Linked DNA regions of Mus musculus: all the other regions are linked to region 4. Evidence: chromatin contacts called from public capture Hi-C and promoter capture Hi-C data. All regions are on one chromosome and are shown on one strand. The core of a region is the stretch at or near the end of the contact, and the rest is flanking DNA. Distances in the headings are between cores, read along the strand shown.

Evidence for each region. Promoter capture Hi-C pulls out the DNA fragments that hold promoters and counts their contacts. Capture Hi-C pulls out chosen DNA fragments and counts their contacts.
Region 1: a contact with region 4 is called in a promoter capture Hi-C map of pre-B cells, with 3 times the contacts expected there. The contact joins the promoter of Gnb3 here to the promoter of Foxj2 in region 4. A contact is called at or near these places in 4 of 39 promoter capture datasets (embryonic stem cells, hippocampal neurons, pre-B cells and 1 more).
Region 2: a contact with region 4 is called in a promoter capture Hi-C map of cranial neural crest. The contact joins the promoter of Chd4 here to the promoter of Foxj2 in region 4. A contact is called at or near these places in 1 of 39 promoter capture datasets (cranial neural crest) and 1 of 115 datasets of contacts at active chromatin or transcription factors (astrocytes).
Region 3: a contact with region 4 is called in a capture Hi-C map of macrophages, with 5 times the contacts expected there. The contact joins the promoter of Pianp here to the promoter of Foxj2 in region 4. A contact is called at or near these places in 2 of 39 promoter capture datasets (embryonic stem cells and pre-B cells), 1 of 484 Hi-C or Micro-C datasets (B cells), 2 of 115 datasets of contacts at active chromatin or transcription factors (embryonic stem cells and large pre-B cells) and 1 of 9 other capture datasets (macrophages).
Region 5: a contact with region 4 is called in a promoter capture Hi-C map of liver, with 2.3 times the contacts expected there. The contact joins the promoter of Ltbr here to the promoter of Foxj2 in region 4.
Region 6: a promoter capture Hi-C map of pre-B cells shows a contact between it and region 4, with 2.9 times the contacts expected there. The contact joins the promoter of E130112N10Rik here to the promoter of Foxj2 in region 4. A contact is called at or near these places in 2 of 39 promoter capture datasets (the C10 cell line and pre-B cells).
Region 7: a contact with region 4 is called in a promoter capture Hi-C map of 3T3-L1-derived adipocytes, with 4 times the contacts expected there. The contact joins the promoter of Mlf2 here to the promoter of Foxj2 in region 4. A contact is called at or near these places in 5 of 39 promoter capture datasets (the 3T3-L1 cell line, 3T3-L1-derived adipocytes, cranial neural crest and 2 more), 3 of 115 datasets of contacts at active chromatin or transcription factors (astrocytes, embryonic stem cells and large pre-B cells) and 1 of 9 other capture datasets (embryonic stem cells).

What each region holds. Positions count from the first base shown.
Region 1 is chr6:124,838,877-124,842,498 of GRCm38.p6, forward strand. Gnb3 (guanine nucleotide binding protein (G protein), beta 3) reads right to left here and starts at 1,399. Exons shown (of 10, transcript NM_013530.1): 1 at 1,044-1,399; 2 at 788-874; 3 at 491-529. The coding sequence starts at 844. P3h3 (prolyl 3-hydroxylase 3) reads right to left here. Exons shown (of 15, transcript NM_013534.5): 14 at 3,196-3,336; 15 at 2,213-2,963. The coding sequence ends at 2,799.
Region 2 is chr6:125,094,488-125,098,417 of GRCm38.p6, forward strand. It overlaps Chd4 (chromodomain helicase DNA binding protein 4), which reads left to right and starts at 1,494. Exons shown (of 39, transcript NM_001346610.1): 1 at 1,494-1,773; 2 at 2,600-2,778. The coding sequence starts at 2,679. Mir7045 (microRNA 7045) reads left to right here and starts at 2,537; the gene lies at 2,537-2,599.
Region 3 is chr6:124,994,569-124,998,748 of GRCm38.p6, forward strand. Pianp (PILR alpha associated neural protein) reads left to right here and starts at 2,152. Exons shown (of 6, transcript NM_175696.4): 1 at 2,152-2,371. It also overlaps a transcript of Cops7a not described here.
Region 4 is chr6:122,818,232-122,822,199 of GRCm38.p6, forward strand. Foxj2 (forkhead box J2) reads left to right here and starts at 1,953. Exons shown (of 11, transcript NM_021899.3): 1 at 1,953-2,739.
Region 5 is chr6:125,312,618-125,316,230 of GRCm38.p6, forward strand. It overlaps Ltbr (lymphotoxin B receptor), which reads right to left and starts at 1,268. Exons shown (of 10, transcript NM_010736.4): 1 at 973-1,268; 2 at 773-869; 3 at 377-502; 4 at 135-293. The coding sequence starts at 1,068. It also overlaps a transcript of Scnn1a not described here.
Region 6 is chr6:125,229,824-125,233,488 of GRCm38.p6, forward strand. E130112N10Rik (RIKEN cDNA E130112N10 gene) reads left to right here and starts at 1,446. Exons shown (of 2, transcript NR_015604.3): 1 at 1,446-1,531. It overlaps Tapbpl (TAP binding protein-like), which reads right to left and starts at 2,037. Exons shown (of 7, transcript NM_145391.2): 1 at 1,711-2,037; 2 at 732-974; 3 at 322-594. The coding sequence starts at 1,774. It overlaps Cd27 (CD27 antigen), which reads right to left. Exons shown (of 6, transcript NM_001033126.2): 6 at 2,799-3,608. The coding sequence ends at 3,487.
Region 7 is chr6:124,928,966-124,932,835 of GRCm38.p6, forward strand. Mlf2 (myeloid leukemia factor 2) reads left to right here and starts at 2,423. Exons shown (of 9, transcript NM_001170341.1): 1 at 2,423-2,621; 2 at 3,134-3,211; 3 at 3,446-3,572; 4 at 3,812-3,847. The coding sequence starts at 3,162.

The DNA.
Region 1 (3,622 bases), core at 149-2,648, 2.0 Mb after region 4:
TGTGAGTTTTCACTCCTACCTCAGCCTAGCTAGATTACAAGTCTGTGCCACCTGACATGGCTTGGGCTATCAATTCTAAGAAACAGTAGTAGTTTGTGTATCACGAAGAAAGAAACAATAGGCTAACAAGGTATCATGTATTGTTAGATGCATCTCGACTTTAGAAAGCTCTGTGAGAAAGCATGCATCTTAAAATCAATGAAATGTCACTTTAGACAGCTGCCAGTTTGAGTCTAAGAGAAGTCCTGCTCGCCCTACCCCCATCACTGTTCAGGGTGAAGGCCAGTCTATGTCTTCCGTATCCAATATAATGGCTGGCCCAGAGCAGATCTTAATGGATGTTTGTTGAATTAATTCATGAATGTCTTTCCTCCCTTCAAGGACAGGATGTGCTAAAAGCTCAGGCAGCAATATGTTGCTGGTCCTGAAGTCCTTGCTCAGTCCCCTCCCCTCCTATCATGCCCTGCCTCAGATGGGCAGAAGGTCTCACCTCAGCCAGAGTGATGTCCGCACAGGCTTTCCTGGCATCCTGCGGGGAAAGTGGGCATCAGGGAGGCTGTGCTAGGGCAGGGGGCATGCATATGCGCCTCACATATGGGAGGGCATGGGGCTCTGCAGTTGGGAGGTGGTTTCAAATGTGAGGTCTGGATTTAAAGTCTCTGAACCCTTCTAGATGAGAGGTGTCTAAAGTGTCACCCAAGAGTGAACCCAATCCCTCCCAGGCCACACTCCCACGTGTCCTGAGTTCTGTTCTCCAAGGTCCCCAGGACGAGGGCTCTGGGGTTACAGCAATCTGCTTCTTGAGTTGCTCCGCCTCCTGCCTCAGCTGCTCCATCTCCCCCATGGTGCACAGGTCGAGGGGTAGTTCCGGCTCCTGCCAGGGACATGAAATAGGTCCCCGTCAGACCATGTTTCTGTTCTTTCCATCCTGCCCTACTCCTGTGATGGGGGGCTCTCCCTCCTGGGTATCAACCCCAGCCCTGCCTGAGCCCTCCCCATGGGCCCCCGATCCCAGAGGGTAGAGCCGGCCAGCTCCCTCTTACTTGGGCTCTGGCTGGACTTCTCCCAGGTTTCCGCTTCCCGGGCGCCTCCTCACTGTCTCAGCTGCGATGCCTGCCTGTCACCTGCCCCCCTCTGCTGCCAGAGGAGCTGGCCTGGCCTGGCCCTGACTGAGAGGGAGGGGGGAATGACAGGGAAGGGTAAGGCCAGCAACAACCACGCCAGGCAAATGAAATCAGCTGGCAGGGGTGGGGGAGAGGCCAGGGAGGGGAGGTATGTGGCTTCCAGAGACAGGTCAGCCTGGAGGGGTGGGAAACAGGCCCGTGGACCAGAGAAGAGCAGCACCCCTCTTATGCAGCCACAAGAAGGGGGGTGGGGATAGAGGGGTGCTTCCACGGTCAGTCCGCCAGCAGAGATAAGAGCATCAGCCCACGGATCAGAGACAAGCCGTGAGGATTACTGGTTGCGTTTGGGGAAGTAGAACAGGAGCAGTCATAGCTCCAGTGACCTCCCCAGGCCCTAGCCCCAACCTGTGGTCATGATCTTGGCCTTGTTCAGCAAGCGGGCCAGGAGCCAGAACAGGAGGGTGACAGATGACCCTGTTGTCAACACTACAAACCATGCTTCCTCGTTGAGGGCTGTGGGGAGGGGTGGGGAGGGTCCAAGCAGAAGCTGAGATTAGATGGGCTGAGCAGGATAATCCCTTTTCTCGACAAGCCCCGACCAGCTGCCCTTGGGCCTGATCCTAGTTGGGGGAGTTGACAGGGAGATGGGGGTGGGGGGAGCTGGGCCCATGTGCCCCTGTGTTGTGGGCAAAGAAATGACTACAAAAGAGAACAGAGCTCTGTGTCCTGCTTCTCGGCTGGGGTCTGTCCTCATGCATCCACACATGACTCCCAGGGTCTTAGTGGACTGTGAAGATAGGAGCCAGAGGGAGGGATGGCATGGCTTAGAGTTGGAGGCTCACGGAGCAGCTGTGGCTGTGGCAGTGGCAGTGGTGGTGGTGGCAGCGGCGATGGGGCACCGGGAGGGGGGGTGCGGGGGGGGTCTATTTGCATGAAGCAGCAGGTGGCTGAGATTTCCCTGACAAATCACTGGGCTGTCATGGCTCCACCTCTGAGAGGCCCCAAGACACCACCTGTCCCCACCCAGGCCAGTTCTAACCAACCCCACCTCCAGCAGCCACCAAAACTGGGATAGAGCAGACCAGGCCTTGGCTGGAGAGCCTCATGATCATTATTTATTGCACAGGTTGGGAGAGGATGGGACTGTCTCCTCTGTGTGTTTCTTTTCTTTTCTTTTTCTTTTTTTAAAGATTTATTTATTTATTATATGTAAGTACACTGTTGCTGTCCTCAGACGCCCCAGAAGAGGGCGCCAGATCTCATTACGGATGGTTGTGAGCCACCATGTGGTTGCTGGGATTTGAACTCTGGACCTCAGAAGAGCAGTCAGTGCTCTTAACCGCTGAGCCATCTCTCCAGCCCCTCTGTGTGTTTCTTATTAGAAGCAGTTGCTCTGCACTCCTCCACATGCCTGCCTTTCAGGGAGGCATAGTGATTTTTGTCTGTCCTGGGGACCTTGCAGGTCCCTCAGCTGGGGCCAGACCTGGCTCCCGGGCCTGATGTGCTGTAGGCTAAGTCTGTGTAGCAAGCTTGTGAGTCCAGGGTCTGGTAGCCCTTGTAAGTCCCCGAGATGGTAGACTTGGCATGCTACTATGTTCCTGATATCCTCCAGAGCCTTCTCATCAGTTCCTTCCCAAGTTGAGTGGCCTGATCCTGAGAAGCAGGCTCAGCCATTCACAGTTCCTCTCGGACCCGGACCCGGCGGGGCTTCCCAGCTTTCTCCTGGACTCGCTGAAGCTTGTGACTTGGGGGTTCTGGGGAAGGGTCTCTGCTGAGAATGTCTTCCTCCTCTTCTTCCTCCTCTTCCTCCTGCAGCAGCTCTTTGGCTTCTGTCCACTCCTGGGAATGGGGAGAAGTGTGGTTCAGTCTCCTTTATCCACCTCTCCTGGGCTATCTCAGTCACCCAAGCTTTGCTGGGGGTCTCACCCACTCACAAACTTCTCCAGTGACCACCCCTGGGCTATCTCAGTCACCCAAGCGCTTTGCTGGGGGTCTCACCCACTCACAAACTTCTCCAGTGACCACCTGCCCACCTGCCCACCCCCCCACCCCCTCACCTCTTCCTCCCTACCTGTTCACTGTGCTCAGGTGCCCACGTGTGCCACAGTGCTAGGGCACAGCGCCGTCCCCGAGTCACAGCCCATACACCATGGGGATTCTCACCACCAGAGCTGAAGGCCACAAGGCGCCCACACCGAGGACGGACCTGAGCCTGAGAATGCAGGAACACAGCATCAGGCTTCCTGATTCTCTTACTCTGCCCTCCCTCACTCAGGGACGAGTTTAGGGCAAATGAGAAACTGGCCCTAAGCCAGGAAGGAAAAAGGCAAAACGGGGGCTGCCGAACATGGAAGCCAAAGTGGGCAGAGCCTTTTGGAGGGTCTCTTGTTGGTTCCCTATCCTAGAGCCTGACCTTTCCTGCCTGACTCCATAAGACTGGAGAGAAGAAATCTGAGGGCCCTGAGGCAGCCCCGGAAGGGATGGAAGGAGACAAGGAC
Region 2 (3,930 bases), core at 244-2,743, 2.3 Mb after region 4:
CTGTGACTGTTTCTTGAAGGAAGGCACCTGTGTGTTGGTATCCTCGTTCTCGGTCGGTAAGTAGCTAGCTCTTTACCTTGTTAGTACTCTGTCAAGGGTATGTCGAATGAACTTTAGTGATGGTGAGTACAGAGCAAGGCATGGTAGAGGACTCTCAGTCCATGGTGGTGATAGGCTATCTGTCCACGGAGGCTGCCTGGACTTGAAGGTGGCAGTGTAGAGGACTTCTGGAATGTTGAGAAATAGTTTTGGGATGGGGGTTTGTAATTGTTATGGGATGTTCTGGGTGAGTTAAAGTTTTTCATCATGAAGTTTTATGCAAGTGTTTCATCTAGTCAGCATATTATTTGTTTGAGTTTACACAAACATTCAAAGCTGGAGGGAGGTAAGTATCTAGAACATACCTGGATTTGGTGGGGTTTGTTGGGGCTCGAGGTTGGCTCTTGGTTCCTGAGTGTCTGCAAATGATGAGCTAGGAAGTCTGGGGGTCCTGAACTTTGAGAGCCCAGAATGCTCCTATTGCCCAGGAAGGGACTAAAGTGTGTGCTAGTGGGGACAGGGCAGTTAGCAGTTTGCCACACCCTCTCTGCTCTAGTTGGAAGAGCCTGACAACTTCTAGAGGTGGGGGAGGTTGTGACAATTAGGGGATGTCTGGCCAGACCTGTGTGCGGTGATGGAGTGTAGCAGAAGTATTATGGGATGTGGCACTGGGTTGTGTTGGGACAATTATGGTATCGTGGGCTTTTTGAAATTATGGGATGGGAGAGTAGATAGAGTAAATGATAGGACATTTTCCCAGTGTTAGTGGAGGAGATTTAGATGTCCATTTGTGGGGTGACAGCAGAGCTGCTGATCATTAGTGAGTATCTCTTTGCTAGGAGGAATGGTAATTTATGGACCATGGAGCTAGAAAGAGACTGGGAAGGCTGTGGGTGGTAAAGTGAGCATCTAGAATCTCAACCCTAGTGCAGGGACTGAGGGCAGCTCTGGGGGGGTTGGATATTATGGGATATCAGTATAGAAAGTGGGAGACTGATTATTACGGGATCCGTGTGGGAGGAGGCCCAGTGTCCGTTGTTGTAGTATGGGGTGGGTGAGTTTCTGACAATCATGGGATGTCAAACTGGGGGTGGTTATTATGGGATGTCGGTGGGGGATGGGTTGAATATTATGGGATATGAGGCTGAAGTGCTGGGAGGGGTGCTTATTATGGGATGGCCAAGGGGAGGGAGGGGTAATGAGTTATTATGGGATGTTAGCAGTAAGGCCAAGAGTGAAGAAGTTGGCAAAGAGTGGTTATTATGGGTTATCTAAGGGAGGGGGAGCAGGTTTTAGTTTGTAAAAGATCTGCACTATATGTCTGTAGCCCCGGGCACATATATGCATAGAGTGTGGGGGGCGGGGTGTGTGTATGTGGGGTGTCCGTGTGTATTATGGGATGGCCAGGAGGTGGGCGGTTGCCCAGGTGACGCGCGCGCGCGCTCGACGGGGGCGTGGCCAATGGTTGCCTGAGCGACGAGGGGGCGGGGGTTGCCCGGGAGACCTAAAGAGGAGGGTGGCGGTAGTGGAGGGGGGGGTTGGAGTTGGTTGAGGTTATTATGGGCTGTCCGTGGGGGGCGGGGCCTGTGCGGTGGGATTTCCCGGCCGGTGTTTCGGGCCCTTTAAGAGGCGACGCCGGAGCCGGAGCCATTTTCCCCCCTTCGGCCGCGGCGAGGAGGAGCTGGAGCGGGAGTGACACCGGCGAGACCCAGCGCGACCTGAGGCGGCTCTAGGGTGAGGAGCGCGCGAGGCAACGGGAGAGACATCTCTCTCAGCCCGACGTCGTCCCGGGGGTCATTCCTTCACCTGTCCCTTCTTCAGGCGTCCCGGGGCCCGCGGGCCGTCCCCTCTCCAGGGAGCCGACCCTTCTTCCCCGGAGGCGGCCGGGTTACCTCCAGACGGCGCCCTGCCCTGAGGGAGTCCTGCTCCCCGCCCCCCCCCCCTCCTGGGCTCGGCCTCCCACAATGCCGGGCGAGCGCCTGCCCGCCCGCCCCTCGCCCTTTGCTCGCTAGCCCCCCGGGACACGTGGCCCGGCCCCCTTCCCGGTGGGTGCTCGCTTTCCTCCGGCGTCCCGACTCTTCGGGACCCCGGAGCGCCCGAGCCTCCACGCCCCCTGGTCCCCGCCGTTCCGGAAGAGAACCTGAGTTGTCCCAGAGGACAGCCTTTGGAGAGCTGCCCTGTCTGGGGACTGGCCCCTCCCCGGGCGCAGAGGAGCGCCCCCCCACTCCCAAGTGACCTTGTGTCCCCGAGCACCGGCCGCCTCCCCTGACCCTCTCCGCGCCTCCCCACTCGAACCCCACTCCCCAGGCACTCCTGGCTCAGGCCAGGCTAGCTTCTTCCTTCCCCTCCATGCACCAGCCTGCCCTCGGGGGCGTCATTCCCTCTTCTTGGGGGCTCCTGCTGGGGAGCCGGCTCACGGGCTGTCCCCGAGGAGTGTGGAACTAAGTTCAGCCTGAGTGGTTCGGGTGCTTGGCTAGGGTGGTAGGGCAGGGGGGCGGAAAGAGCGGGTGGGGGAGGGGGACTGCGCGTCACTCACTGTTCTCCCCCCTCCCCCGCACAGTGACTCGGGCCAGTGCAGAGGGCCCCAGGCCGCAGGCAGGAGCAGCTGGGCCAATTCCCTGGCCGGGGAACGGAAGGGGATGGCGTCGGGCCTGGGCTCCCCGTCCCCCTGCTCAGCGGGCAGTGAGGAGGAGGATATGGACGCACTTCTGAACAACAGCCTGCCCCCACCCCATCCAGGTAACATCTTCCCGGAGGGCCCAGGGCAGGAAGATGTTTGATCTTTCCTCGAGACTCCAGTGAGGCTGCGTTCGCGCGCTGCTTGTCCCTGTGCAGAACCCAGGGTGGAGGGCATCCGAAGGGAGTGGTTCTTTTCTGCGGAGCTCTTGTGTGCTGGGGGGTGCTGGGGGAGGTGGAAGCCATGTGCCTCTTGGGCACCACGGACCCAGATGCAAGCTGGCTTCACTCAAGGCTGTCTGGAATGCTCCGCAGTCCCCGGTTGAGGGAGCTCTCTGGGTTAGCTTTACCTCGTGCAGGTTCTTGGAGGAATGCAGGTGGTTCCGACTCTGGTGGTGACATGGTGGGGTGCGGTGGGGATTTCTGTTGCGGGAGCCCTGCCAGGCATCTGGGATCCCGCGGTTGTTCCCTGGAGAAGAAAGCGAGAGTGTTGGTTGCTTTCTGTCCCGATCTCTTACGGGTTCTCTGTGCTGTTTCAAGAGTGTAAAGTTTGAATCTCACTCTTTATCAGATCTGTAGAACTTTGTTAGTCAGATTGTTGGGATTTTTTTGAGTGGAGAAGGATGGAGGGCTAGGAGAGGCAGCATGCAGTAGCCTAGTGAGGGCAGAGGGAGGGAATTGGCCCTTGGTGTGGACATAATCTTGGATCTTTACTAGGGGCTTCCGCCACTCTGAGGTAGCTTGGGGTCTGGTCTGGATTGGTGGCGTGAGGTGTTTGTGTGGGTGTGTTAGGGTTTGCACTGTGTTTTGGGGTTGCTCCCTGGACTGGCTAAACCCGTATTATTATAACCATCTTGCCTGAGTGCCTGCCCTCAAGTGATGGCTGATGTCATGCTTGGAAGTGGATGTCTTTCTCTTGTCTCCTTATTTAGAGCCCCCTTAGTTAAGGCACCTATTGGCTTGACTCCCCCACATTCATTGCAAGGTCGGTATCTTCTCTGCGTCCACGTAGTTTCCTACACCGTGGAGCCCGGCTGTCCTGGTTACTACCCTGTGAAGCCTGGCTGTCCTGTTTTTTGTTCCTTACGGCATGGCTCTCACTTCTGCCTTTTCCTGAGCCCCAACTGGAGGGTGAGATATCCAGAAGAAATCATTTTCAAATTTGTCATTTAAGAGAGCCATTATTCTTGCTGCTGAGTCCTAGGCTGCTGAGAT
Region 3 (4,180 bases), core at 902-3,401, 2.2 Mb after region 4:
GAGAGCCGAAGGTCAAGAAAGAGCCAGCCAGGTAAAAACAGAAGCATCGGAGGGAGAGGGATCTGAGAGTGGCTGCGGATGCTCTGGGACGACAGGGAGTCTGCTTTGGCAGAAGCACTGTTATGAAGGGGGCACACACTGGTGGCTTTTCCATTGTACTTATTTAGGGTGTGCACGTGCATGTGCTCGCATATGGCGGTCAGAGGACAACGTTGTAGGAAGGGGTTGGTTCTCTCCCCCCACCCTGCGGGTCTTAAGTATCCAAGGTAGCTTGTCACGTTTGATGGCCTGCTGAGCTATATCTCACCGGCCCTTGAATATTTTGAAAGGGGAGAGCATGCTATGGTTTAGCTTTCAAAATATTACCGGTAATTGTAAAGAGTATTTTGTAAAAGATGAGGACAGAAATGAAGGAGCTCCTAAGAGGGTACTGCAATTTCAGACACAGGATGACTGCGTGGATCCGGCTTCGAACAATAAACGAGAAGGGGGTAGACTCTGCGCATGCGCTGAAAGTGTGGGCTTTCGCACCTGCTGGAGACGCAGGCATAGGGAAGGAACCGGAAATCAAAACACCTTTAGCCTGAACAACAAGGAGTTGTCATGTCCTAGGATGAAGAGCTCGGGACACAAGAGGGTTGGGGGTGGGATGGCTCAAGCCATCTGCTTGAGTCACATTAGGTTTGCCTGGCTATTAGACATCGGACGGAGTGGATATGTCAAGTGGGCGGTTGGACAAATGAGTCTGGCACTCATTTGTAAATTTAGGACTCACTGACATTTACAGAGTGTTTAAGCCCTGGGACTGGATGAGATCACTGGACAAAGAATGTGGAAAGAAAAGAAGGCCAAGGACTAAGCCCTAGGAGCGCCAACATGTCGAGGTCAGAACCGAGGAAGACAGTAAAGAACAGCCAGAGGGTTGGAGGGGAGCCAGGAAAGTGTGGTTTCCTAGAAGTTTGGGGCGCAGGGTTGGGGGGGGTCATGCAGGGAGAAGGGTTAGGTATGAATGGGTAGGGTCAAAGGAATTTTAAAAAAGATTTATTTATTTATTATATGTAAGTACACTGTAGCTGTCTTTAGACACTCCAGAAGAGGGAGTCAGATCTCGTTACTGATGGTTGTGAGCCACCATGTGGTTGCTGGGATTTGAACTCAGGACCTTTGGAAGCATAGTAGTCAGTGCTCTTAACCACTAAGCCATCTCCCCAGCCCCAGAATTCTCTTTATTACATCTAATTAGTGTATGTGTCACACCACTTGTTCAGGGGTCTGGTGACAACTTTCCTTCCACCATGTGGGTCCTGGGGATAGAACCCAGGTAGTCAGGCTTGGTGGCAAGCACCTTTGTCCCCTGAGCCATCTCCACGGCCCAGGTCAAGGGAGTTTTAAGAGATTAGAAAAGGGCACTCAGAAGCCTGAATCTAAGTGAGCCCGTGTAGACCATTTGGGAACAGACAAGGAGAAACTTCTAGAGGGAACAGCAGGGTGCAAAGCCCCGAGGCAGGCTTCTAGTGCCTCTGGTCTAGGAATATTCCCCAACTGCACTAAGGCTGTGCCGAAGAAATCCTTAGGAAAGAAAGCTGGAGATACCCAGAGGCAGGAATCTACGGGGGCCTCCTTGTGAGCCATAGTGAGTGTTGGATATTCTGAGTCTCGGAAAAGCTAAGTATAGCAAATGGTCTTGAACCATTTAAGGACTGTTTGGGTTGCTTCAGGGAGAATGAATTATAAGAAGGATCATAGTGAAATGAGGAATTAATCTGCTGGGGGCACTCCAATTTGCGTATGCAGTCTTCTCTCCCACCCCTCTTTGGTCCTCTCACCCACGGTCTTGAGCTGCCTTTCCACCTTTGCCAGAGTTGGGGACTCAAATGTATGGATGACTCAGAATCTCAGACTGCTTGGGGGTCAGAAATCATGAGGTCTGTGAAGCTGCGCTTAGGTAGAGGGGAAGCTTACCATCACTACCCAAAGGAGGTTGCGTCCCCCCAACCCCCTCCATCCCTGCTCCTCTTCCCAACCTTGCACCTGGACAAAAGCTGAGCTCGCAGCGTAGCAAACGAAGGGTTAAGTCGTGCGTGGCCTACAGACGTGAGAAGGAGAGGCGGAGACCAAGTGGTCCTAGTCGCCCGCCGAACCCAGCCGAGCCCGGCCGAGCCCAGCCGAGCCCAGCCGAAGCGAGCGTCTCCCGCCGCCGCCGCCGCCGCCGCCGCCCCGCGCCCCGGGCGCCCGCCCCCCTCCGGCTCCAGCTCCTCGCTGCCAGCCAAACCTCCCGACCATGCCCGGCGCCCCACCCGTTTCTGCGACCCCCCAGCCCCGCGTAGCTCCGAGCGCCTGCAGTCGTCGCGCCGCCACACCAGGCATGCAGGTGAGCGAGGGGGACCCAAAGCCCCTACCCGTAGGGAGCAGACTCTGCCCTCCCAGTGCCAGCTCCGCGTCCTTCGCCCCCCGCCCCTCCTGGCGCGGTCTCCAGCCGCCTCCAGTCTCCCAGAGCTCCTTTCCACAGTGCCCTCCATCCCTCCGCTGTCCTGACTCCATCCTACCCTCTTGGTGCAGCAGTCAACGTCTCCGCGCCTGCCACCATCCCGCCTTTAGCTCATCCTGCAGCTTCGGGCATCCTCCTGCCTCAGGTCCCCTTTCCGCTCTGGGTGCTCCCTCCAAATCCCTTGGCCGATCGTTTCCTTATTTTTCCCGGTTCGCACCGCTTTCCAACCCTATCCAGGGAGCGCAGGCCTGTGGGATTGGCGGGATTGGGGGGCTCTGCTAGAGATGGGGCCCGGTTCCCCCACCCCACCCCCAGTTCGTCTTCTGCGCACAACAGGTCGGTGAGGAGCGCGAAGGGGGTGGGGTGGCGCACCAGCTTGGGGACTGCGGACTTCCTGGAGGGGGTGACAGAGGGGTACGGGGTGTGTGAAGGGGCTGGAGTTGACATTGGTGGTGGTGGTGGGTTGTAGCCAACGAAGGGGCAGGTATGCCCTGGAGTAGCGGGCCACTGGTGTCGCCGAGTCCTTATTCGCTCCACTGGTTCGGCTACCATTTCTTTCCTCCCGTTTCTAACCTCCTCCCACTAAGCCCCCCGGCCTCTTTCCTTTCCCTTCTCTTTCACCTGGCCTCCAGCTCTGTCTCCATATCTCTTTCAATTTCAAGAAACAATTCCTAACTCCTCCATCTTTGCTGTTCTGTCCACCCCCCACCTCCGGTCCCCGTCCCTTCCTTTTTTGATTTTGCCTTCAACACCGTGTTCTAATCTGTCTCAATGACTCTCTCCCCGTCTCTGATCTCCACCGTCCTTTTCTCTTCCACTCTCTTTGCTTCTGCCCTGACCAGACCCCTCCATCCTCCTGCCTGATGCCTGTTTTCTTTTCCCTCCCTGCCGTCTTCTCTCTTCAGCATCCTTGGCCAATCTCCTGTAGCCCCTCTTTCCTCCCCATCTCCTCCCTTCCCAGCTGCTGTCTGTCCGTCTTCTCACTCTTGACCAACCTTTTCCCTCGCAGCCTTTCACCTCTCGCACCCCCCTCCCCTCCCTAGTTTATTCCCTGGGGTATTCAACACGCAGACGGAGACTAGGAATCCAGAAGACACAGGGTGTCACATGTTTCTTCTCTCTGAAGATCCCAGCCCCTCGGGCCTCACCACCCTCAGTTTGGAGACTGCACTTCCTTTCAGAACCAACCATCTAGATTCTCCTAGGACTTTTCCCCGGAGCAGCCACAGTTGAGGGGGTGGCTTCCTTTGAGCTCCACCCTCTTTCAGAATGCACCCATGCATTTGGGTGGTTAAGCATCAAGAGCAAACCCCAAAGCGTGTCCTGTAGCTTTCCTCCCACCGACTGTTTTCTCCCGCTTGTCTGAAAAGGCAGCTAGGCAGCCAGCTTCTAGGCTCCATCATAAAAGAAGTGCCTGGCGCTTCAAGAGGTGACCGGGCTTCTAGCATCCCCCCCAACACTCACTAAGATTGGCTTCCCTTCCCTCCCCCACTCAAAAACTCCCTCCCTAGCGGTAGGTGCTCAGGGAATCACAAGGTTCTTGGCTCTAAATTAAGATCCAAGAAGCCTGGAGCTGTGGGCAGAGGAAGTGAGAAGGAAGGAAGCCAAAGAGGCAAGGGTAGACAGACACTGGGGCCAGGAGGGAATGGGCCCCATCTGGGATGTTGGAGGTGGGGCAGGGGGCTAGTTTAG
Region 4 (3,968 bases), core at 703-3,202:
TATTTTATAACAATGCCTCCCCCTCCCTAACTCATTACATAGTGTAGGCTGGCCTTGAACTACTGATCTTCCTGGTTTCTCCTCCCCAGTGTTGGGACCATAAATACTTGCCATTGTATAGGGTTGTGCTTTTGTGGTGCTAGGGATAGAGGCCAGGGCCTCATGCTTGCCAGGCAAGCCCTCTACCAGTTGGGCTGTAAGCCTGGCCCCATCTTATCCTTTTTACAGATAGGGTCTCATGATATAGTTTAGCTGCCCTTGAAATCAAGATCCTCCTCTAGCTGCCCTTGAACTCAAGATACTCACAAGTGGGTGCCACTAGGCTGGAGGAAATGAATCTTTTCACATGGATACTGGAAGTGTGGGGAGGGAAGAGGCTTTGTTAGGGGGCTCACTGACTGGCAATTTGAGAATGACATGTTTTCCCAGTTTAAGCCAACAATGTACTAGAGGTTTAGACCCTGGCTCTAAGGCCATTTGGGTTCAACACCTGACACAAAGTAACACTACGAATTGCATAATGGTGCGAATTACATGAACTCAGACACAAACAATATCTTCAAGCTGTAGTTACACTCTAAAGGCCTGATACTGCTGCATGGAATTGCCAGTAAGAATCAAGTGTGATAACACACGGAGAGTGTGAAGCCTTAATGCAGACGTTGTATGTGTAATGTGGTTATATGTACAAGAATGTAAGTAAATGGCAGTAGGCATATATTTAGCCAGAAGACAAATGACATCTCTTTCTACAGGGAGTCATCAAACTGTCATCTTTTTGAGCAATTCAAATATCAAGTGAACAATTTCTTTTGTCTTATCATTTTATAATAGAACACAATTGGAGAAAAGTAAGCCAGAGGGTGATATACCTAAGAGTTTGTACTGGAATAGCATGACTGGGGAGGTAAGAGATGGGCTAACCTGGTTCTATTTCCTGTCCCAGGATGGAGATTATTCTGTAAGAAGTAGAGGGATGTGCTGAGAGCCCATTCTATCTCCCTGTGGCACTCAGGATAACATAGTCTATAGAAATGTCACTTGACTTTAGCACAAAGGTAAAAAAAAATGACATTTTATAAGGGAAATGAATAATCATGCTTTGAACCCTTTGTGTACTAGACCATTTTAAAAAGCAACTCGTAAATCATTTCCTTTGGTGACTGCGACATCCATATTAGTAGGCAGGCCAGAGTATCATAGTCCCTTCTTCACAGGCTATGCTTCCAGAAACTAGGGCCTTGCACAAGTTTGCAGAGCCGAAACTAACACAAGACCCCATTTCCCGATGCTCATTTCTCTATAACAGACTCATTTATCTTTTTATACATCCTCGATCCAATCTTTCACTGACCTCCAGGATAAGAGTAAACTTTAACTTCACGCCCGGCCCTATAACCCTTTATAAGCTGTCTGGAAGAGAAAGAGAGGAGCCATCAAATGCGTTTCTGAGAAAACTGGGAATACTTGTCTTAGGCGTAGACCACAGCACAATGAGAGGTGTGTGTGGCCCTTAGCGTGGACGCTGGCATCGCCAGTGCCCGGGACGGAGGGTCGGCGACCCGTGGGCTGCGGGGCTCCGCGCTCCTCCTTAACCCGCGCCGGGAGGCGGCGGCCGCGGCGGCGGGAGGGGGAGGGGCGCGGAGCGCGGCGCCGAGGCCGGGGAGGAGCCGGGGCCTGCAGCGGAGCTGAGCCGAGCCCGAGCCGAGCCCCGACGCGCTCCGTCCGCCTGCCGGCTCCTGGCTGCCCCGACCGGTCGGAGCCTCAGAGGTGGCAGCGCGGGGAGCCCCACGCTCCGGGAAGCGCGGCGGACGGGGGACGTGACCCGGGAGGCGCTGCCGCCCGGCAGCGGGTGACGGGAGCCCGGACCGCGGCCTCCGGGACCCTGCTGTCCAGGCCGGCCGGCCAGGCGGGCGGGAGCCGGAGTGCGAGGACCCCACCCTCGGGACACCCTGTGCCGGGACCTGCTCCCTCTCCCTTGGGAGGGAGGACCCTCCCTACTCCCCGGACAGCCAGAAGAGATCGCCGCAGGGCACGCGGCTGTCCCTCCCACGGTGGCTCCAGCGGAGACCCCCAGAAGTCGGGAAGGGTAGTGAGACCTGAAGGACCCGGAGTGAGACCTCCCTCACGCCTCAGCGCACTCCAGACAGTTTGGGACTTTTGAGGCAGAGAGAAAGGGAGCCATGCCTGTGGAGTAGGCACCCCGCATCCCACCCGGGACTCACCGCGGAGAGGCGTCCTGATACGCACAAGCCAGGACCCTCCAGGGAACCGCCAGGAATTGGTTCCAGTTTGCTGGAGAGTAGAAGACCTCGCCCCTCAACTTCCGTGCACCTAGACAGTGGACCGGGGCAGAGCCCCTCCACTCAGATCTCCAACTGACAGAAAGAGCCCTCAGCCCCTGAAAGATCCAGTTTGGGGGGGGAGGGGGATTCCCCCAAAGGGGAGGAGACAACTCCTGGCTGGGAGAGGCTCCTCCCCTCCTCCCTAGGGTAGCAGGCAGGGGGTGGGGGGTGTGCCATCTTCCCCAGGTAGGTCCTCCCTCTCCCCCTCCTCCTCCTTCGACTCCTCTTCCTCAGGGGACTCAGTTCCCTGCTCCAGCCTGGGAGGCTCCGCCAGGCACTGGAAGAGTCACTGAGGATGCCACCTGTCACCTGCCTCTGAAGAGGGGAATCCCTGCAACCTCAAACTTCTGTACCAGGTGGTTTCCTCCAGCGGCGGGGGGAGCCTTGGAGACAGGTTAGTGCTTTCCGTTCTGTAGTCTTTAGACACCAGGAGGTGTGGGGAGCGGAAATGGTGGAGCTTAGGGTTCATTCGAAGGGAAGAAGAAAGACCCCTGGGAAATGTCTTCCGATGGAACTTTTGCACTGGAACCCACATGTTGCTTCAGAGACTCTGAGAAATGGCCTTTTAAGATTTTGGAGTCCAAAGGGTTGGGTCATTTGCAGCCCCTAGAGAAGTTGATGCTTTGGACTGAGAACAGACAACAGGTGCGTTTTCAGGACGCCATGGTGTTAGTAACTCAGGACACAGCACAGTCAGAATCCCACAGCACTGTCCATCTTTGGGTCTTGTCCTCTGGTGACTGGACCTGCAGTAAATGACCTGCAGTCGTGGGGGCATTTTATGGATTGTATTGTATCGTCCAGGGCATGCCTAAGTCAGTTTAATATTCAACAGACGTCTTCTTTCCAGTCTATTACAATGACTGCTTGCCTGACTGGCGACAGGTCCCCGCCCACTCTGTCTTGGATACCAGGAGGGAGGCCCCTTTTGACAACCCTACTTCAGGCTGGATATCTGCCTCTCTGTGTAAAATCCAAAGGGAAATGCGAATGCACATGTCCTGGAATGAGAAGGAACTGTCAGGGCAATGCACCTTGGTGGGCTGGAGTCTTCCTAGATACCAAATCTGCCTTAGTCCCCTCATGTGTCCTGCCATTCGCTGGAAAAATCAGCTGAATGGAGGAAGAGAAGAAGGTGCTTCCTAGCTTCCTTCCACCCGTCCCTCTATCTTCATGAGCTGTCCACCAGGGAGGTCTGACCTCTGAGGAGTTTATTTTAGAGTTTCCTCCAGGAAAACACCTACTGGTCTCATCATCTCTCTTCTTGCTTTTTCGTTTAGTTCTGGGTCCCAGGAACCTTGTGTTGAAAATTTTCTTCAAAATCAAAAATCTTTAGAAAGAGCAGGAGAAAACGTGCTAAGAAATCTTCCTGGTTGAGCCAGAGTGGCATTTGTAGCAGAGCTCTGATTTTTCACCCGAGGTCACTAGCTCGAGACCTGCACTTCCTGTCTGGTGGTTGGACCATGCCTCGTCTTCTGTGTGGAGCTTCCTCCCCTTAGGTTTTCAGTCTCTGCCTCCCTATACGGGCCATGGGTGGCTTGCCTGTGTTATCCAAGTCTTTGCCTGTCCACTAGATCCTTGGAAGATACCTGTCGTGGTGATGCGCCGAAACAGGACTGTGGT
Region 5 (3,613 bases), core at 18-2,517, 2.5 Mb after region 4:
CTTTATGGTTCTCCCAGTGGGCAGAGGTACCACACTCACAGTACCAGTGGGGAGAAGCACCATGCGCACAGTATCACGTTCCTTGCCCTTGATGCCCAGCCTCCCTTTACTGGCTGCCCTCAGTGACCTCTGACCTGTGACCTCGGCTTCTGTGCCAGGCTGGCAGAGTACAAGCCGCTCCTCCTCACAGTGCACACACTCATTGTCCAGATACACACAGGACATCCCCGGCTGACAGCGGCACTCGGCTTTCCGATCGCTGGTGCAAGGGGCAACCTCCTCAAAGCCCAGCACTGTCAGGGAGAGGGAAGAGTCAGAGAGGAGCTGGCCCTCCCAGTCGTACCCATCATGCAGATCCAGATGAGTCCCCACTTACCAATGTCACAGGGGCGGCACAGCTGGCAGGTGGAGAGATGGTTCCAGTGTTCATTATAGGAATTATGGGGGCAAGTCTTGCAAACCGTGTCTTGGCTGCGGCTGCATACCGCAAAGACAAACTCGCCTATGAGGCGAATGGGGAAAGAGGGTTATCAGGAGACAAGAAGTCCATCTCTGCGTCCGCTGCCTCTGCTTGCTGCATGCCTCGGAGCCTCTCCTTGGTCTCTTTGTCCCCATCCTGTCTTCATGGCTACATGCCGCTACCTCTTCAAATCTCAGTGTCCGTGGGACAATGCTAATGCTTCGTAGACTCTCCTTCCTGGCTAGTTTTAGCAGTGCTGGCTCATTCTGGCTCACCTCTACCACCCAAGCCACTTGGAGCCACTGTTCTCACCTGGGGGACAGCGGGAGCAGCAGACGTCGTGCATGGGCTCGTAGTATTCCTTGTCCTGGTCCCAGCAAGTCTGGTTTTCTATGCGATAAGGGGGCACCTTCCAGAGGAGGCGGAGAAAGAGAAGAATGAGGCAGGGTCAGCTCTGGAGGGCAGAAGGGCTAGAGAGAAACCTGGTCCATCCCACCTAGCCCCTCCCTCACCAGCTGGGGCTGAGAGGCCACCAGAAGCCCGCTGAGTCCCAGCAGGAGTGGCCCCCAGGCCAGGCCGCAGGGAGAGGAGGCCCGGGGCAGGCGCATGGCGGCCTTTCGGCTCGGCTGACCAGACCGGGTGGAGTCCTAGGAGGAAGGTGGGAAGCCCGGACGTCCTGAGCAGCGTTGGCCACGACTTCCCAAGCCTGGCGGCTGGGCCGACGTGCCCCCGGGGGCCGGGAGCGGCCGGGCCTGGCCTCCAGGGCTCCAGCGCCGGGCTCAGGAAGTGGGAGTGGAGCGAGCCGGCCGGGGGCGGGGGCAGGGAGCCCTGGGAGCAGAGGCCGGCCTGTCGCAATCGCGACGGGGGGGGGGAAGAGGAACAGGCTTGGCCGCCTCGACGCAGGGCGGGAGGGGGTGGCCGGGAAAGCACGTGAGAGCTGCAGGCCCGGAACCCGGCCTCCACCTTTCTTCGGAAGCCTGGCTCTCAGAGGGGATTGCGGATTAGGATCGCTTGCTGGCCGAAAGGGGGGCAGCAGAGACAGTGGCTAGCCATCAGTCAGGCCCACCTCCGAGAGCCCGAGGCAGAGCTGACTTGGTTGACCTGCCGTGGACGTTGAGGCAGAGAGCTGTGGACAGCTGGGTGTCAGATTTGCAAAGAGGAGGCGCCAGGGATTGACAGTGCACCCAGCCAGGATACCCAGAGGTGGTTAGCAGATGCAGCCAGCGTCTGGCCAGGCATCCCACTTGGCAGAGACTGAGGGCCTGCTCCACTCTGTGACTTTTTAAAAAGAAGCTTCCACAGTAACAAGCCCACCCACGCCACACACCAGGGCGCACACCACAAGACACTGGAGAGAGTTCAGCTGGCCCTGAATCTGTCCTCTCCTCTGGGACCTCTCTCACGGAAGGGTGGGCGTGTGTAAACCCAGGTCCTGGTGAGTGGGGGCTTCTGGGCTGGGGCTGGGTAGCCTAGTTCCAGCGTGTGTGCACATAAGCCTATAACTCTCTTAAACCGAGGGACCTGAGAGCCCAGCCAGTGTAGGTACCTTACTTTCTAGAGAAGACCTGCCCAGGGTGCCAGGCAGCGGTGCACAGGGTTCCAAGATCGTTAAGCCTGGTGGGCCTTTTCTTCCTGCCATTAATAGCCCAGAGCTGCTGGAAGTATGTGACACCCCTTTTTCCCACGTCTACTGATTCCCAACCCCCCCCCCCAGCCCCCTTCACACACACACCCCTCTAAATTTCTATTAAGAAAACAGCCATGGAGCCCCCAAGGAACCCTAATGTCTGCCCTGTGCTCCTTACTAGGCTATTGGCTGGCCCGTGGCCTGGTTTGGCTATTTAGTCTAGGCTCACGGAGTCTAGCATGATCTGGCTTATGCCACTGGCCAGGTACATATTCGTTGTGTAAATGAAGGCTGTCCACACCGCTTAGCCACTCTGGAAGAACTTAACTGCAGTCCAGATCTGATTTTCAGATCCCAGCCCATGGCAACATCTGTCCTGCCTCCCTTGTGACTCGGGGGTGGGGGGTGGGGTTGGACTCTCATTTGGAATGAGGGAAAGCCTTCTCTTGCAATAGCTCACCTGAGAACTGACCTTTTCCATGGTGGATCAGATATCCAGACAGGCTTTCGGTGGAGCCTCGAAATGCTGGCAAGGGATTGAGTTTTAGAGAAGACCTGGGGAGAGGGGGGAACAGAGCGGGGCGGGGTGGGGGGGAACTTGCCTGGGCTTTTTTTTTTTAAGTGTATACTTTTTTTAAAAAAAAGATTTATTTATTATTATATGTAAGTACACTGTAGCTATCATCAGACACTCCAGAAGAGGGAGTCAGATCTCCTTAGTGGTGGTTATGAGCCACCACGTGGTTGCTGGGAATTGAACTCAGGACCTTCAGAAGAGCAGTTGATGCTCTTAACTGCTGCCTGGGCTCTTGATAGTCACTCTGTGCTGTCCCCTCCCTGGGTGCTGGCCCAGCAGCTCCACTCTGCTGGTACCTGTCTGTCTCAATTGTCCCAGGTTCCCTGGCAGTGGTAGAGATACTGAATAGCAGACCTCTGATTTCTCTTCCTTCTGGGCTCAGGGAGTTGGGGCAGGGGCTTGACTCACTTGGATCTCTTAACAGCATAAAGGAACGGGTGGGTGGGGAGCGGCCCTAGATACATTTCACTATTTCTTTTTTTTTTTTTTAATGTTTTATTAGGGAAAATTCACATGTACTATTCAGAGAGAGAGAAAGAGAGAGAGAGAGAGAGAGAGAGAGAGAGAATTAGGAGCCTCCATGTTGTCTTACTTAGCTTTCACTTGTGACCTGTCTTTTTTTTTCACATCATTCTCCCCCCAAGACAAGGTTTCTCTGTGTAGCTCTGGCTAACCTGGAACTCCCTCTGTAGTCTGGGCTGGGCTTGAACTCAGAGATCTGCCTTCCTCTGCCTCCCAAGCTCTGCTATTAAAGGTGTTGGCTACCTTTAGTGTGGATTTTAAAGTTTGTGAGTTTTCACATGTAGATTAGTGGGGTCTCATTGACTTTTTTCACCTGTTTATTTGTCTATTTATGCAGTGAGTATAGGAGTGTGGGCACGTTCTGTGACAGGACTCAGAAAGGTGGGGAGACCCGACCCACCTCCTGGCAGCCTACGGAGACTTCGGG
Region 6 (3,665 bases), core at 196-2,695, 2.4 Mb after region 4:
CAACCAACAAACCAACCAAACAAACAAAAAACAAATTAAAAAAACAACAACCCCCCCCCCAAAAAAAAAAAAAAACCAAAACCAAAAAACCAAAAAACTATCTTGGGGCTATTGAGATGGCATAGTGCATAAAGTGCTTGCTGCCAAGCATAGTGAACTAGTTCAATCCCTGGAAACCACATGGTAGGTTCTATAAGCTGTCCTCTGATCTCTACCTATGTGCTGTGGCATGTGCACACGTATGTGCGCATGGACGCGCACACACACACACACACACAATAATACAAAATGTTCCTGTGCCACTGCATTTTGTTTTCTCACCTTGAGTCTTCACTGTGCCCTGGGCACTCAGAGGTAGGTTCAGTGTAGGGTGCCGGACAGCTCCAACTTCAGCATCTCTTAGAGTCTTCATCACCATGGAGACACTGGGGCCACCTCTAGAAACCTGCATGTTGCTGATGAACCAATGTGCTTTCTCAAAAGTGGCCTCTTGTCTGGCCTGGAGGAAATACTTGGAGATCTCGCAGGTCACTGCCTTCCCGCTGCAGTCAGCATGGAGCAACGCCTCTGCCTGGGGAATCTGTACCAAGTCCACTGGGGAGAAGGGCAGCATACAGAAGTAATGTTGGATGGACAACGCCAGACCGGGGGGGGGGGGGGGCAGGCGTGGGTAGATAGAACTGGGAACGGGGCTGTTCCTGTGGAGGAAGCCTAGGATGGGGAGATTTTACCTGAGGCCTCAAAGATAACAGGTGAATCCTGTTTGGTCTCAGTGCTCCCCTGGAAATCTGTGATGCCTTCCAGGGAGCCATCATCCAGCACTGGTACCTGCTTCAGCACAAGCAAGGCCCTCTCCCTGTCCCCACTGCTGGCAAAAGCCCCGCGGTGCCTGTCTTCTGTCACCAAGAAGCAGTCTAAGATGATGTCCGTGGGCTGCCGCTGTCTTTCTGCTGTGGTGGGCGCTGTGGGAGGGTCTGCAGGGAAAGTGGAACAAGCACCCTCGTCCTCCACACTCTTCCCACCCCTTCACCAAGCCCCGGGCTGAGCAGCAGGTAAAGGTGCCTTCTGAGCCCCGCTGTCCTGGTGTCATCTATAAACCCAGCTTCTGCTGAGGCACCTGCTACTCAGGCAGCGGCTCTGTGAGTTATTTCAAGTCCTAGATCTGTCCTGATCAAAGCCAGAGGGGTTTATGCTTTGTATTTCTGAGTCTCAGCTGTGGGATGCAAGGGAATTTCTGGAAAGGAATTCTCAGGTTAAAAAAAAAAAAAAAAAAAAGGAATAAGAAATACTGCCACAGGGGAGAGGAGCCAAGACACTGCTGTTCCTAGGGACATTGACAACCTTTTTCTCATCACCCAACTTTCCCAGAGGCCTCTGCTTTCTGCCATAGCCACGCCCACCAGGAGTCACCAACCCAATGATTTCTTAGCCTGGGGAGCCCCTTCCTCTTCTAAGGATTCAACTCAGGGCAGTGAGCTGTCCCACAGAATGCTAACACCCTGCCTTCCCATCGAGGAAGCCCCCCTTTTCTGTGAGTTCTCTGCCGTACCCCTCTCCAAACTGGTTCCGCATGTTGTGAGTGCCGCACTCATTTGCTGGGCTTAGCAGACAAGCTGGTGCTGTTCTGAGAAGGTGGCTTCCTGGGGCTCCTTTAGCTTGGCGCTTCCTCCCCCCCAGTCCCCCAGGCCCCAGCCTGGTCTCCGCACTCACCAGTCCCTGCTGCCCCAGAGACAGCCAAACAGAGCAGCAGATACCAGCTGGGCTCCAAGCCCATGGAGGCTACTCTCAGGCTCTTCCTTGCTGGCTGCCTTCTCCACAGTTCCCCTGCTAGTGATCTCTGGCTGAAGAGGGGGTTCTGTGAGCACCCTCACTTAGCACCTGTGGTCTCCGTTCTCTTATCGTTTCTCTTTCACTTTCACTTCAACTGCCTCTGTGGCCGCCCGCCCGAGGCCAGTAATGGCTGCAGCCAGCTCTGCTTTCTGTTCTCCCTAAGGTCCACCCCGCACCCAAGAAATCCCCAGGTGATTTCAAAACCTGGTATCACCACATCAGCTTTCCCATCAGCCCCAACTATGAGAGGGCTGGAGAGGGGGTGGAGCCAGAAGATAGATTCCCCGGTACTCTGGACCCTTCTTCCTTTCAGTCCATGTTAAATCCTTTGGGTCTGCCCTGGTGACAACTCCCTGTTCAGATCTGTGATCGAACAGACGAGATGGGGTGTGGCCTAGTTCTAGGATTGGAATTTTAGGAGGCTGGACAGCTATGTGAAGTCTCACTTTTAACTTGTATTTGTGTATATGCGGTGTATACACTTGTGTGGGTGAGTATGCCCAGCCCTGCCTGTGTGTGGAGGCTCGGTGAGGGCACTGGGTGTCTTGCTCTATTACCCCACCTTATTCTTCAGAGACAGGGTCTCTTTCTGAACCTGGAATTGTTTGGTAGCCAACAAGCACAGCAGTGATCTCCTGCTGTCTCTACTCCAAGCCCCGCCCTTGTCACACCACTTAACCCCTTGAATTACAAGCTCAGGGCCACACTGAGGGATTGTTTGTTTGTTTGTTTCAGTTGTAGGTGTGCGTATTTGAAGTTAGCATTTACACTATCCTTCTTCCTAGTTCACTGTCCCTTCTTTTTTTTCTTCTTCCTCCTCCTCCTCTTGTTCCCCTACCCTCATTCTGTAGGAAGGGGAATAGCACATGGAGAGTGTCCATAGCTGGCTTGTTACTAGAGTCCCTGGGCCGTAAGGCTTGGCTCCGGGTTCCAGTGTTTGCCTGCACAGAGAGAAGGGACAATGTGTATAGAAGTAGACAAATGAATTTATTTATAGTTTTAGCTCAACTGAGAGAAAGTCTCAGCCTCAGCTTTCCCACAGCACTGTCACAACTTACAGAGAAGACAGAACCAAGGCCAGGAAGTCTGTGTGTCTGTAGATAGTGTCTCTCACGGCAGTCAGTCCTTCTGGTACCAGGGCACCTGCCGGTGGCTCATTCCATTTTTTTAAAAAAAATTATTATTTTTAATCGTGTGTGTGTGTGTGTGTGTGTGTGTGTGTGTGTGTGTGTCCGTCCTGTGTTTGTAGATGCCAGAGGAGGTCAAAGGTGTCAGACCCTCTGAAAGTAGAGTTACAGCTGGTTTCGATCCATTTGACAGTGCTGGGAATCAAACTCTGGTCCTCTGGAGGAACACTTCGTGCTCCTCACTGCCAAGCCCCCTCTGGAGCCCTTGGTGAGCCATTTCCACCCCTGGCATGTAGTTTTGTCAGCTGGACGGTTTCACTTAGAGTAAGTGTGCTTTATAGCTAGAGCCTGAGTCTCCCCAGCTTGCTGGGCCACACACTGGGATCCTGCTCTTGTCCCTGTTGGTCTCAGAAGGGCAGTTTGTTGAGTATTCACAGGAAAGGGTTCTGATGACCATGACAGGGGAGCAGGCCACCATTGAGGTCTCTGTGGATGGCCCCTCGTCAGAAAGGGCCCCACCAGCACCCGGTCAAGGGTAGAAAGCAGGCTCGGGTTTCCGGTAGTCCTCCTGGATAGGGATAGCACTGCCCTCCTCTTCCCTGGGGCAGCTGTAAGGACAAGGCTCTTCAGGCACTGCCTGCCGGTCTTCATCTGTGCAAACACAATCGGTCAGCAGTGGAGAGAAGAAAGGTGAAGGGGAGAAAAGAG
Region 7 (3,870 bases), core at 1,173-3,672, 2.1 Mb after region 4:
CGAATGCTCCAATGTCCTTGCTTTAGTTGGTGAACAGATCTGTGTGCTTTCCCTTAATATTCCTTTATTACAAGTGCTCCTAAGGATTGATATTTTGACATATAGCTAAGTTAGATTCTAGGCAGTTATTGATCCGACCTTGGGCATGGATAGCTAAGTCACTGCCTTACACAGGAATTTACCATTATCTAGGAAGAAGTAAGTTTGTGATCCAAGGAGGAACCAGAGTAGATACTTAGAACTATAGATAGCTGAGTTACACCCATACACAAGTATTTACAATGGCCTAGGGGGAAGGTGGACTATATTATAGACTAGAGAAGGATGTAGCCTTGGCTGTCCCAGCTCTCCGGAGCTTGATTGCTCTTCTCCTCCCCCTTGCTCCCCTCCCATACCAGGCTGACCTCAAACACCGAGATCCACCTGCCTCTGCCTCCTGAATGCTGGGATTAAAGGTCACCACTGGCCAAAGTAACCCTTTTATATAACCAGATTTATTTTTATTTTCTATGTATTTTTGCCTATAGGTGTGTACAATGTGTACACAATCCCTCTAGAGGCCCAAAGAGGGCATTGGATAGCCTGGAACTGGGGTTTTACCGATTGATGATTGAGAGTCACAAAGTGGGTCCTGGAACAAGGTCCTCTGCAAGGTAGCAAGCTCCTTTTTCAGATTTATTTTCCGTGTAGATGTGTGCCAGTATGCCAGGTGTGTACACACCCTTGATTTCTGCAGTGCATGTTAGAGCTGCTGGAGCTGCAACTCTGCAGCCATCCTGGGTTGCTCTGGAATAGCAGCAAGCTTTATTTATTTATTTTTTAAATTTTATGCTTTTGGGTTTTTTGTTTGTTTGTTTTTAATTTTATGCTTTTGTTTTTCTTCTAGATAAGCTATGTAGCCCAAGTCAGCTTCTAACTCACAGAGATCATCCTTTTTCTGCCTCCCTCCCAGTGCCCCACCAACCAGCAGGCATGTTTAGCCACTGAGCTGGCTCTGCAGCTCTGAGGTACTCTGGATGGAATGTCAAAGTGCTTTTCTTTAGAGCAAGAAGAAAGGACAATTGTCGGGTGGGATACCAAGAGGCATTTAAAGAAGGTCTTATATATCAAATATCAATGAAAAACACATTTTCTCCTTTTTTTTTTTTTTTTTGGCTTCACTTTGCCAATCTGTCAGCTTACGTTAACTATATCACTGTTTCTTCTCTTAGCACTATTTTTTTCCCACTAGCAATGATCAAATCGAAAGAAGCTGAGAGTCTCTGCTCCCAATCTTTTCCTGAGTAACCACTGACCCTTTTCCCTCAGGGAGTTGGTTAGAATAAACCTTTCTCTTCAGATCAGGTTCCACACGGTACCAATGTGGCTGACAGCCAGAGTAAAGAACTTGGGACAGTTTTGAGTTTGGATCTCTGTGGGTCAAAGTCTACCCAATACAGTTCAAATCCTCTGACCCAAAGGGGAGGGCTCTTCTCTCCAGCTCAGCCAGATTTTGTGCAAGACAATTAGTATGTCAAAATACCAGTCTCTGGCTTTGGAGTCAGCCCTCTTGGGCTTACTTTTTAGCTCCACCCCTGGGTGATTCTGCTTAATTTAGCTCTCCACCCCTTTATTCTTCTAAACTTTAGTCCCTTGACCTATCTACCTGCTCAGAACAAAGAAAGTTTTAAAGACCTACGACCTAAAGGAACTGGACTATAGCTTAGTGGTAGGGCATGTGCTTGGTATGCCCAAGGTCCTGAGTTGGGTCCTGAGCACTAAAACCAAAACCAAAAAACGACAACAAAAAGCAAACAGACTTCAGAACTAACGCCTTTGCCCAGGCCAACCCTTCACAGACAGGTCCTGGAGTGGTCCAGAAGCCTAAGCCAACACCGAGTCCTAAGGAGCTAAGGATCCAGCCCGGCCCAGGATCGCCCTCTGGCGGCCAAACTCCCAACCTGGATTCCCTTCCCTGGTTGGCCTTTTCCAAGGCTTAACTAGACCTGAGCTAAATTGTCACCTCCTTCTCTGCGTCACTCGGAGGACACCGCCCGCCCGAGCGTCTCTCCAGAGGGACAGGCCCACGCGCTCCCCTGGTTAAGCGCCCCTCCTGCAGTGTGTTTAAAGGTCCCCGCAGGGATCCGCCCCACCGATCGCCCCCAGACAGCCCGCCTCTCCCCCCCCCCCCCCGCAAAAAAGGTGCGGCACACCCTGCCCCCACGTTGCGCTCAGCCGGTCCCTCCCGATTCCGCTCCGCCCCCCCCCACCTTTGCAGGAGCCTCTTCCTGTCCCCAGATCCCCGAGCCAGCTTAATGACACCTCCCACCCGCCCCAGAGGACCCGCCCTCCGGGGCTCCACGGCGCGCGCGCCGCCCTCCCTCCCAAGCAGGTGGGCGGAGCTCCCGCAGCCCGCCCCCGGGGCCGTCCGTCGTGACGTCACTTCCGTTCGGGCCTGACCGAAGATCGGCTTCTCGGGCCGAGGGCGGGGGTACGGAGGTGGCAGGCGAAGGCAGGAGGCGGTGCGGGAGGCGAGAAGCTGCCGCGCGGACCAATCCTTGCGTCCCGGGCCGCGACCCTGCTCCTGCAGCGCCCCGAGGAGAGGCCGGCCGGATGGGCCGCTGAGCCGGAGTCGGGGACCGGTGAGGCCAGGGCGCCGCGGCCCGCACGGCTGCAGGGATGCGATCCCGGGAGTGGACCTTCCTCTCCGGCTCGCCCGGCGGGAGGCACGGGCTGGGGCAGTGGCGGCCCGGATCGGTGGGCAGTGAGGCCTGCCCGGGGAGGCCTGGTAGCGCCCAGTGCCAGCAGAAGGCGGAGTAGTTGGGGGTCATTAATGGGGTGGCGGGCCGCCGTTCGAGATTCTCATCGAGTCTGGCGTCGGAGGAGGAGCTGACCGTGGCTCGGGGAAGAGAGGATGGCGGGCGGGGGTGGAGGGGCACCACTAAGAGGCTTGGGAAAAATTCCATGACCGGCTTGGAGAGCTGCTGGCTCTCAGGTCTCATAGGTTATATGGCTCACCTGGCGAAGGATCTTCCCTGGAGTTTGGAGGGGTCAGTGATAGTGTATGCAAGAGGCAGCCTTAAGAGTAGCAACACTGAGCTGGTGTGCATAAGCCTGGCCGCCTGCAGGAAACACAGCCTCCGTATCTTCACAGTGTGGAGCCCCCTGGAGCTGAGATCACGATGTTCCGCTTCATGAGGGACGTGGAGCCTGAGGATCCCATGTTCCTGATGTGAGAATTCCCTCCCCCTCGCGCCCTCAGCCCATTCGGATTCAGGTCTGAGCAGTTCAGGCAGACCTTTGAGTTGGTTCCCTTGGCTGGAACCAGTTAGAATTAGCTGGATACTCAGCTGCCGCTCTCAGAGGGAAGCCGGCATCCGTGCCACTGTGTACCCTGACTTCATTTCGGGGAGGTGAAGAAGGCTGGGGGTTAATCTGCCTTCTATAGTGTATGCTCACTCCGCAGGGACCCCTTCGCAATTCACCGTCAGCACATGAGCCGCATGTTGTCAGGCGGCTTTGGATATAGCCCCTTCCTGAGCATCACAGATGGTAACATGCCAGCAACCAGGCCTGCCAGCCGCAGGATGCAGGTAACAGTTGGAACATATCGAGACCTGGGGTGATTAGTTAAGTATGCTGCAGTTCTTGCCCTACAACCAGCTTTAAAGGGACATGACCTGCGTGGGAGGCAGACGAGTGGGGTCAGGAGTCTGGGAAAGGGGCTGTGTGACTCCTGTGGAAAGAAGGAAGGGGGGAACGGAGGCACTGACCTCCTTTGGTACATACAGTTGGTAGGGTGTAGTTCTAACTTCAGTTTCTCGTCTTGTAGGCTGGGGCTGTCTCTCCCTTCGGGATGTTGGGAATGGTGAGTCCCTGTCTTCTCTTCCT